Regions from separate parts of the Sus scrofa genome. Here all the other regions are linked to region 2. The links are chromatin contacts, called in public Hi-C and promoter capture Hi-C maps. All regions are on one chromosome and are shown on one strand. Each heading gives the region's core, a stretch centred on a gene start, on an enhancer-like site or on the middle of the called end of the contact. The rest is flanking DNA. Distances are from core to core; before and after follow the strand shown.

Evidence for each region. Promoter capture Hi-C pulls out the DNA fragments that hold promoters and counts their contacts. Hi-C and Micro-C count contacts between places; a contact is called where the count stands out from the background.
Region 1: a contact with region 2 is called in a promoter capture Hi-C map of liver, with 2.1 times the contacts expected there. The contact joins the promoter of LSM1 here to the promoter of ASH2L in region 2. A contact is called at or near these places in 1 of 5 promoter capture datasets (liver), 7 of 47 Hi-C or Micro-C datasets (blood, embryonic fibroblasts, epiblast stem cells and 2 more) and 1 of 2 datasets of contacts at active chromatin or transcription factors (skeletal muscle).
Region 3: a contact with region 2 is called in a Hi-C map of liver, with 2.8 times the contacts expected there. The contact joins the promoter of DDHD2 here to the promoter of ASH2L in region 2. A contact is called at or near these places in 6 of 47 Hi-C or Micro-C datasets (alveolar macrophages, blood, fetal skeletal muscle and 2 more) and 1 of 2 datasets of contacts at active chromatin or transcription factors (alveolar macrophages).

What each region holds. Positions count from the first base shown.
Region 1 is chr15:48,347,117-48,350,346 of Sscrofa11.1, forward strand. LSM1 (U6 snRNA-associated Sm-like protein LSm1) reads left to right here and starts at 1,537. Exons shown (of 4, transcript XM_005671778.3): 1 at 1,537-1,978. The coding sequence starts at 1,933. It overlaps BAG4 (BAG family molecular chaperone regulator 4), which reads right to left and starts at 1,694. Exons shown (of 5, transcript XM_013984080.2): 1 at 1,120-1,694. The coding sequence starts at 1,389.
Region 2 is chr15:48,416,161-48,419,376 of Sscrofa11.1, forward strand. It overlaps ASH2L (ASH2 like histone lysine methyltransferase complex subunit), which reads right to left and starts at 1,367. Exons shown (of 16, transcript NM_001243568.1): 1 at 1,162-1,367; 2 at 454-520; 3 at 1-53. The coding sequence starts at 1,349.
Region 3 is chr15:48,291,102-48,293,983 of Sscrofa11.1, forward strand. It overlaps DDHD2 (phospholipase DDHD2), which reads right to left and starts at 1,300. Exons shown (of 16, transcript XR_002339364.1): 1 at 1,035-1,300.

The DNA.
Region 1 (3,230 bases), core at 287-2,786, 69 kb before region 2:
ATGTTGTAGAAGGTACTTCATTTCTTCCCATTTCTTCCCATTCATTGTATGAATATGTCAGATTTTATCTATCCATCAGTTGATGGGCATTTGGAATATTTTCCCTTTTGGCTATTATGAATAATGCTACTATGAATCTCACGTGTACAAGTTTATACGTGGACATGTTTTTAGTTCTCTTGGGTGTATAACAAGGAGCAGACTTGCTGAGTAAGATCCCAACAGTATGCTTAACGTTTTGAGGGACTTCCAAACTGTTTTCCAAAGCACTGAACCATTTTATGTTCCCACCAGCAATGTATGGGAATTTCATTATTACATTTTCAACCAATGAGGATGTTACATTTCCTGAAGAAAAGGATAGGAGTGCCCCCACCAGATAACGATTAATTCTCTGCGAAGCATACTGCATAACAAAACAACTGTATTTCCGCACGACTACAAGGAACAAGACATTATAGGTTCAAATATACTGAGTGAGTTAACCCTTCACGGTCAACGGTTCTTTCATCGTAAAACAGAGAAGATGTGATGACATTTACGCGGCAGTCACCCTTAAGATGAAATAAAACAATCCACGGAAAGCTGCTTTCCAACATTGATTATGCGTGATTCAATGTCGGGCAAAGCGTTAAAAGGGCAAAGAGCTAAACGCCCAGATCCCTCCCCTTCCTTCACGTTCCTTCCCAGGGGGAGGGGTTGCTAAGGGACGGAGGGTGCTGCAGCCACCTCCCTTCTTGGGGAGGGCCGACCTGATGAGCCACGCAGGATAAATTGTCAGGACTCGAAAAGCAGACCCGGATCCCTCCAGCCCAACACCGTTCCCAGGCGAGATTCGCAGCCCGCTACTCAGCTCAGCAGGTCAGCGCAGGATCTTTTTCCCCTTTTTCATGCTAAGACATTTACTATGGTTGAAGTAAAAAAGAGGCAAAGAGAAAACAAGCATAGCCCCCACCTACGATCCTAGTTTCTGTCTCTCCACCCCCCCATAAGGAAAACACATGAAACCCAATTCATTACGAACTCTTGGAGGTGTATCAAACCCAATAACCCTCACCTCCAAAGACTCCCCTATTGCCGTCCCCTACCCCACCCCGGGACAGACAGCGCAAAGCTTACCTGGTGGCTTCCTCCAGCTCGACCTGGCTCCGACCAGACGCCTCCAGAGGGATAGTAGCCATCTCCTCCTCCCCCTTCTCCCGGCCAGGTGGTCTCAGCCTGGCCGCCCCCGCGTACCCGCCAAGAAACAGGAGGCTGGGGAGGTTCGGGGCGGGGAGGATATATGGGCGGAGGGGGGTGCACGGGCACATCTCCACCCCCAGGCCCGTAGTAGCGGCCATAAGACGGACCGTCACCGGGGCCGTAGCCCGAGCGCCTCAAGGCCGACATGGGCTCCACTGCCCCCAAGTGCTTCCCGCCCCCCACGGCCGGTCCATTGCGCAGACGCCAGCCGGAGAACGCAAGTGGACCGCAGGGAAGGGGGTCGGCCAGCAACAGCCAATCCCAGGCCGGGTCCCGCCCCCTCGGCCTCAGATTCTTGAGAGTTGAAGGACTGAGGTCGGTGACTCTGGGGTCTAGGAAGCAGGACAGCAAGGGGCGCCACCGTGTACCTTAAAAGGGAGAACGCATTTCCCCACTACGTATCCAATCTAGGTTTCTCTTCCCCTCTTGTCAAGGACGTGGAAAGGGTGCCTCGGGACCTCACTACGGTCCCGCCTCTTCCTGAGCACCGGCACGTGATGCCGGAAGTGGGTGGGAGTAATATGGCGACGTTTCCGGCAGGCCCCGGCGGCTGAAAGCCGGGCCGGAGGTGCTACTCTGGGTCCGGGTTCTTGTCCCGGTGCCGCCGAGGCGGCGACTGCGGTAGGAAGAAGGAAGTGTTGGACGAGTTGGCCCACCACCGCTATACGTTGCGCCTCATTTCAACTCAAAATGAACTATATGCCCGGCACCGCTAGCCTCATCGAGGACATCGACAGTGAGTAGTTCGGCTCCTCCGAGTGAAGTCTGGGGTGAGACTCTTCCTGCCGGGAGGATGCTTTTTGGAGGCAGGTCCTAGAATGAGTCCGGGCCAGGGGGCGGTGTCTTTTTAGTGCTGTTCTGGACGTGCGGCGTTAGCGTCCTTTGCAGGAGGGAGGAGCCTTGTGACACGCTGTTTGCCCGCCTCCTACCTGTATCCTATCTCTTACAGCCTGCACCAGTCCTCCGGCAAGCTGTCGAATCCATTTCTGCTTTTCAGGGATGCGGCTGCTGAGGCCCAAACATGAAAGTTGCCGCCTCCCGGGCCCATCATCTCCCACCTGCGGGATTTCGAGTCCCAGGTGGTTACTGGTGGATGGATGAGAATTCTTAAGGAAGGGATGCATCGAGAAACGAAAATACGAATACAACAGTAATTGGACTTAATTAGCACTAAGCATAGGCTTTATGCTGCGTCGCCTTTTGCAGTCTTCTTTTACCGTTGAGGGTCTTTAGATTTTCAGATTATGATAGTAGAGACTACTGCCAGACAAGGCTTGACTTTTCCAGAAGGACCAAAAACTTGTTTTTTTCTTGTTAGACAGTTTTCTTTGGTTTTTATTTAGACGACCTACCTTATTCCTAGTCACCATCCTGAAGAGAAGTTTAGTCCTCTATAGCTGTCCTGTCTTTTCCAGACTCTCATTCGTGGATTATTCCTCAAGCAAATTTTAATAAATTGTTTCAGTCCTGTGATCTGTCTTGTTTTGCTTTTTAGGGCGGCACCATGGCATGTGGAAGTTCCCAGGCTAGGGGTCGAATCAGAGCTGTAGCTGCTGGCCTATGCGACAGCAACTCTGGGTCCCAGCCACGTCTGTGACCTACACCACAGCTCATCGCACCACCAGATCGTTAACCCACTGATCAAGGATCGAACCTGAGTTTTCATGGATACTAGTTGGTTTCATTACTGCTGAGCCACAATGGGAACTCCGTCTCATTAACTTGTAGTAGTTGCAAAACAGTTTGCATACAGCTCCAAACAAGTTACAACAATCTCTACAGTTACTAAGTATGCAAATTAAAGAATGAGTTTATGATTATATTCTCTATCATCTGAAATTATTTTTAAAATCCAAATTAGTGATTTTGCTATTAAAGGAAAATGTAGTGTAGGTTGGACCAAATTCATATGTGAATAGCCACTGTACAAGCCTATCTGCAATGTATGATAAAGTCTTCAATTTTTGTTGTTTGAAGATGCCCTTTTG
Region 2 (3,216 bases), core at 117-2,616:
TCCACGGAGCCCGCCTGAGTATCCATCACCTCTGAAGTATCCCCAGCACCTTCCTGTGTCCGCAGAGCCATTACAGAATCAAGTTAACTAACCTAATGGTATTTTGATTTGCTTGAAAACTTCAAAAAACCAACTTCCACAATGGGAGTTCCCATTCTGGTTCAGCGGTAAAAACCCGAATAGTATCTGTGAGGATGTGGGTTCGATCCCTGGCCCCGCTCTGTGAGTTAAGGATCCCACGTTGCTATGAGCTGTGGTGTAGGTCACCGACACAGCTTGGATCTTGCGTTGCTGTGGCTGTGTCATAGGCTGGCAGCTGTAGCTCTGATTTGACCCCTAGCCTGCGAACTTCTATATGCCGCAGCTGTGGCCTTAAAATGAAAAAAAAAATTTTTAAGTAAAAAATAAAAACCAACTGTTTTGCCCTGCAAACGTGCCAAAACAAATACTTACTAGTGTATCTTTTCCATTAGAGGATTCCGTCTCCAAGCCACCACTTACATCAACCGAGTTTGCATCCCTGTTGAGATAAGGAAAGCACTCAAGCACTGAATTTTCAAGAGAAACAAACCCAAAAACGCCTACTCCCAAAGATGTTGATTCAACTACAGCTGAATTTCACAGTCCTACACCTTTTTCAGCCAAGCTTGTTCTCAGACTGGATGCCCAGGGTTGGGAAGAATGTGGCCAAGTTGGACGCAAGCCCACCGGGCACAGGGAAACCTAATCGATCCCTACAGAAATTCTACACGGAGTGGAATCGGTCCTGGGGGAGGTTCGTAGAGATGCAGCTCTTCATCACAGTTTTCAGAAGGACCATTACTTCCTCCAGTCTGGCAATGCAAAAGTGGTTTCCTCTCCGGGATTTGTGAAGGGTTCCGGCTATTACAGTGAATTACCAGGCCCCTGCCGGGGTGCTAGGGCCGGGAGGTACAAGAAACCTGGCTCGAAAGGTGAGGAAAGGGGCGTAGTCTGAGATGCAGTTCAGAAGGGACGGGTCAAATGGCGGGCGGGACTAAGGTCCCAGAGCGGACAGGGGGAGCCGTTGGCCGCAAGGCCTAGGTTCGGTGGGGGCGGACAGGAGGGCTCCCAGGAGCCGCGGGATTCCGAGAGGGGCGGGTCTCCCTCCCCCTGTGCTCCTCGGGCCGCAGGACGTCTCACCCGCTTTCCGCCTCTCCCGACACTGGCTCCGCGGCTGGAGTAACAGACGTCCCCTCGCCAGCCGGAGCGGCTGCTACCGCTGCTACCGGCTTCGTCTCCCCTTCTTCTGCCGGTGTTGCATTTACGGCCGCTGTTGGGCCGGTTCCTGCACCCACTCCCGGGCCGGGTCCAGTTCCCGCCGCCGCCATCCCTGCCGCCTTCCAGACTTCTCGCGAGATTACTATGTGGGTCTCGCGCGAGTTGCTGATCTGCCCTCTAACCCTCAAATAGTAAAGGCTTTCTGTGGGTCCACCGCCTGCCTAGGGAAGGCGCTCTCCCAGCCCGCTTTAAGATCGGCGGGCAGGCAGAGATGGGCGGGACCTCGGGGCTCCTAAGCCACCGACACACCCCGCCAGGTGTTGGGCGGAGGAGGCGTGTTGACCACTGGGATTTCGTCTACGATGCACTTTATTTCCAGGGTGGGCGCTGCCCCTTTTCGGTTCTAAGAAAGGAAGCTACCGTGTGATTGATGCGCCTTTGAGAGCGCTGGCAGCCTAGGGACTTTGAACGCTGTGGTGTGCAGTGCAAACGTTCTTCACGGTTAAAATGTGGGAAACGTCTTCCCGCCCCGAAGTAGTTAGTTGTACTGCCCTAGTGATCTGCCACTTTGAGCGGGTTTCCAGGTGATGTCTAGAGATGGAAGCCTAGACAGGCTGAATCCAGAGCCCCAGCTACACAGGCGAGTGCTGGGGAGGGGATGTGAATGGAGTCTCCAGGCGAAGAGGTGGAACGCAGTGTGTGTTCTAGAAGCTGCAAGCTCCTTAATACTGTGAGAGAAGGAAGATGAAGCCCGAGTGCTGGAGGACTTGAGAGTTTAGAGAAGCTTGGTCTTTAGAGAAAGGAACAGGTGTGGACTAAAGGTAAGAACCTGAGCAGTCAACAACAATGCAGGTAGATGAGATCATTGGAGTAAGTGGAAGCATTCGGAGCCATGGTCCCCAAGCTTGAGAATACAAACTCCTGGAAGTATTAGGGCCAGGACAGTTTTCAGGAAGTCATTGTTTATATCTTAATACACCTTTATTTTCTGCTTGTTGGGTTGTTTGTTTTGCCTTTTAGGGCTTCTGGTGCAGCATATTGAGTTGTCAGGCTAGGGGTGAAATGGGAGCTACAGCTGCCGGCCTCTGCCACAGCCAGAGCAAAGCAGGATCTGAGCTGCGTCTGCGACCTACAGACTTACACCAAACGCTGGATCCCCCACCCACTGAGTGAGACCAGAGACTGAGCCGGCGTCCTCAGATACTAGTAGGCTTTATTTTCACTGCACCACAATGGGAACTCCTATTTTTTTTAATTTTATTATAGTCGATTTACAGTGTGTCCATTTCTGCTGTATAGCAAAGTGACCCAGTCATACATATGTATTTCCTCATATTATCTTCCATTATGGTCTATCATAAGAGATTGAATAAAGTTCCCTGTGTTGTACGGCAGGACCTTATTGCTTATCCATTCTAAATGTAATAGTTTTCATCTACTAACTCTAAACTCCCAGTCCATCCCACTCCCTCCTCCTTGGCAACTGCAAATCTGTTCTCCTAGTTTGAGTGTTTTAATTCTGTAGATAGGTTCACTTGTGCCACATTTTAGATTACACATGTAGGTGATATCACAAGTGTATTTATCTTTCTGACTTAATTTCACTTAGTATGAGAATTTCTAGTTGCCTAATACACCTTTTTCCATTTTACCAAAGAAACGTATACCTCTCTCCAATGCTGAAGCCCAGTCTTACTATGCTGTATTGTTCCAGGGTATACACTCTGGAACATCAAACACCAGAGCAATTGAAAATATGTAGATATTTTGATTTCCCAATTGCTTCCCACTGGTCCTATTAGCCTTGCCTACTTTTATCCACAGGTGAACTTTTTGGGGAATTTCCCTAAAATCTTGACTCTCAAATATTCTCTTCCCTCACCCCAAGCTCTTACCATTTTAGTTCCTGCCTTCTCCTCCAGACTTTGGACACTGTATTCCTCCAGTTTTTCCTCTCCCTCTGCTTTCTCAGGTGCC
Region 3 (2,882 bases), core at 50-2,549, 130 kb before region 2:
CTGTAGTGATTTCCCAGTTCTCTCAGAAAACTACATGGTTTTAATTAAACAAAACCAGAATCACAAGAAACACCTGATCAAACTCTTGATTGCAAAAAAACAAACCACCACCAACAAAAAAACCCCACTTTACCCCAATTTCAAATCTAAGTCTACTGTCAGAGGCAAAAAAATTTACTCTAACAAAGTCTTAACACCTGGTTTTAGGCTCCAGGCCCCTGTCATTACATATTTACATGACTACTCAAATCTTACAATACCGAAAATAAAACTATCCACTTAAGAACTGGTTCTTGTAGAGTGCTTAAATAGGAACTACCTTACAAATTCTGAAATCACAAACGCTTGCTTGGGGCCCCTGCGCGCATGCACTGACCCACTCCCACCGTCCAAGTCCCAGATGAAAAGTAACAAGTGACCTCAACAGCTTCCTTCCCTCAAGGAAGACTCTGACCTGTGTGTTTCTATCCTTTCAACACTCTGACCACTCGGCAGACACTAACACTGCAGACATCAAAAGTAAACCCAGCCTCCCCACTAGGAGAGTGGACAAGATAGTTGCTATCTCCGCAGCCTGCGCAGCTGGACCGCAAACACACGGCCTCTTGAGCGGACGCTCTCCAGGCTTCCGCTACTTTATCTTTTTTCCCAGCATGAATTTACCTTCTCTACCTTGCGTGCTCCTTTTTCCCCGTGGCCCCTGGCCTCATGCAGCCCAGATCAGGGACCTCGGAGCTTGAGAACGCGTCTCCCCCTCCCTCCTCCAAGCCCCGCAAGGAGGGCTGGAGCCTCGATTGCAAACGAAGTAATTTCTCTTTGCCTTCGGGCGCAGTGGATACAAAAGGCGGCCTGTCGTGCCCCTGGAGTCGAGGTCACCTCACCCCGCCGGGACTGGTCCTCCCAGCCCCCTTCCCCGCCTTGGGCAGCGCGTCCTCCTCCGCTGCTGGCACCTCCATCCTGCAGTGCCTCCAACACGCACCTGGGTCTGAGCCCTTGGCCAGGCCGCCGCCCCTAACGCGCTGCCACGGACTCACCTAACAGCTCCGCAGCCTTTCACTCTTTCCTGCCCTCGCCGAAGGGGGCAGGACATGTCCCTGCGGAGGCCTTCCCCCGAGCCCGGGCGGGGCAGGGCGGAGCCTGCGGCCCCGCCGGGCTCGCGCCCAACTCTGAGCTCCACCGCGCTCCCAGCGTGCGAGCGCTCCTGCAGGGCTACTAAAAGCAAAGGTGAAGTGACATGTAGCTCCCGGTCGAGGCGGCGGCGGGTGGGGCGTGGAGGCCCGCAGGGGAACTGGCGGGAAGTGTCGCGAGAGGTGGAGGGAATCGCGCGAGATCTGGTCCTCCTAGAGGGCAGGCGGCCGGAGCACTGGGCACGCGGGTGGTGCGTGCAGCGTGCCCTCCACCTGCAGCCAATGCACGGGGACTCCGCGAGGACGGAGGTCTTTGTAAGGCAGGGATGGGGAATGAGACATTATAGGTGGGGAGCATAATTTCGATGAAGGCAATCTTCTTCAAGATGACCAGCCCAGCCTCCTCACCTAGTAGATGAGGAAACAGACCCCCTGAGTCTGTGGTACCCTGGCTAACCCTACTAATGGGCGGGATAGTGCGAGGACACGGGGATGTCACAACCCCTGATGAGAAGTAGGCCGGGGCGCTAGCAACAGCTCCATCCTGCCAGACCTCCACTTCAGGGTGCTGAGGACATTGGCATTTGCAAAGAAAAAGTGTCTTGTCACTGGGGCTTTGCCCCTTCCCCTTTGCGTTTATTAAGATTTAGAGGCTGCCAAAAAGATTTATCTCTGGAAGATGTAGCGGTGAGCTTGGCAGGATTTAAAAGCCGCAAGGGCGGTTTAGGAGGAAATACTTTTTTTTTTTTTTTTTTTTTTTTTTGTCTTTTTGCTATTTCTTTGGGCCGCTCCCGCGGCATATGGAGGTTCCCAGGCTAGGGGTCGAATCGGAACTGTAGCCACCGGCCTACGCCAGAGCCACAGCAACGCGGGATCCGAGCCATGTCTGCAACCTACACCACAGCTCACGGCAACGCCGGATCGTTAACCCACTGAGCAGGGGCAGGGACCGAACCCGCAACCTCATGGTTCCTAGTCGGATTCGTTAACCACTGCGCCACGACGGGAACTCCCCAGGAGGAAATACTTTTGTCCAAATAAGATAACTGGGGAGTTCCCGTAGTGGCTCAGCGGTTAACGAACCTGACTAGGATCCATGAGGATGCGGTTTCGATCAGTGGGCTCGCTCAGTGGGTTAAGGATCCCGCGTTGGGGTGAGCTGTGGTATAGGTCACAGACTCTGCTGGGATCCTGCGTTGTTGTGGCTGTGGCGTAGGCCGGCAGCTGTAGCTCGTATTAGACCCCTAGCCTGGGAACTTCCATATGTCACGGGTGCCACCCTAAGAAGAAAAAAAGAAATAACATAACTGAAGAGTTTAAATGAATTTCCTGATTGGTAGACCTGCCCAGCTCTCCTGAGTATACAGTTTTCTGGAAGGCCTCAATTCCTTTAGGGCATGCAATAAAATGCTTCCCTATTTTCTAACTATATTACAGGGCGGGGTTCACGGAATGCTGAAAATGGAAGTTTTATTTCTGCAAAAGCTGAGAAAAAGGAAACTAAAGGAATTTTTCTAACACCTTAATTCTTTCACCGTTTAAAAACCACACACAGGAGATCCTGTCGTGGTGCAGCAGAAACGAATCTGACTAGGAACCATGGGGTTGCAGGTTCGATCCCTGGCCTCACTCAGTGGGTTAAGGATCCGGCATTGCCATGAGTTGTGGTGTAGGTCACAGACTCGGCTTGGATCTGGCGTTGCTGTGGCCGTGGCGTAGGCTGGCAGCAACAGCTCTGATTAGACCCCTAGCCTG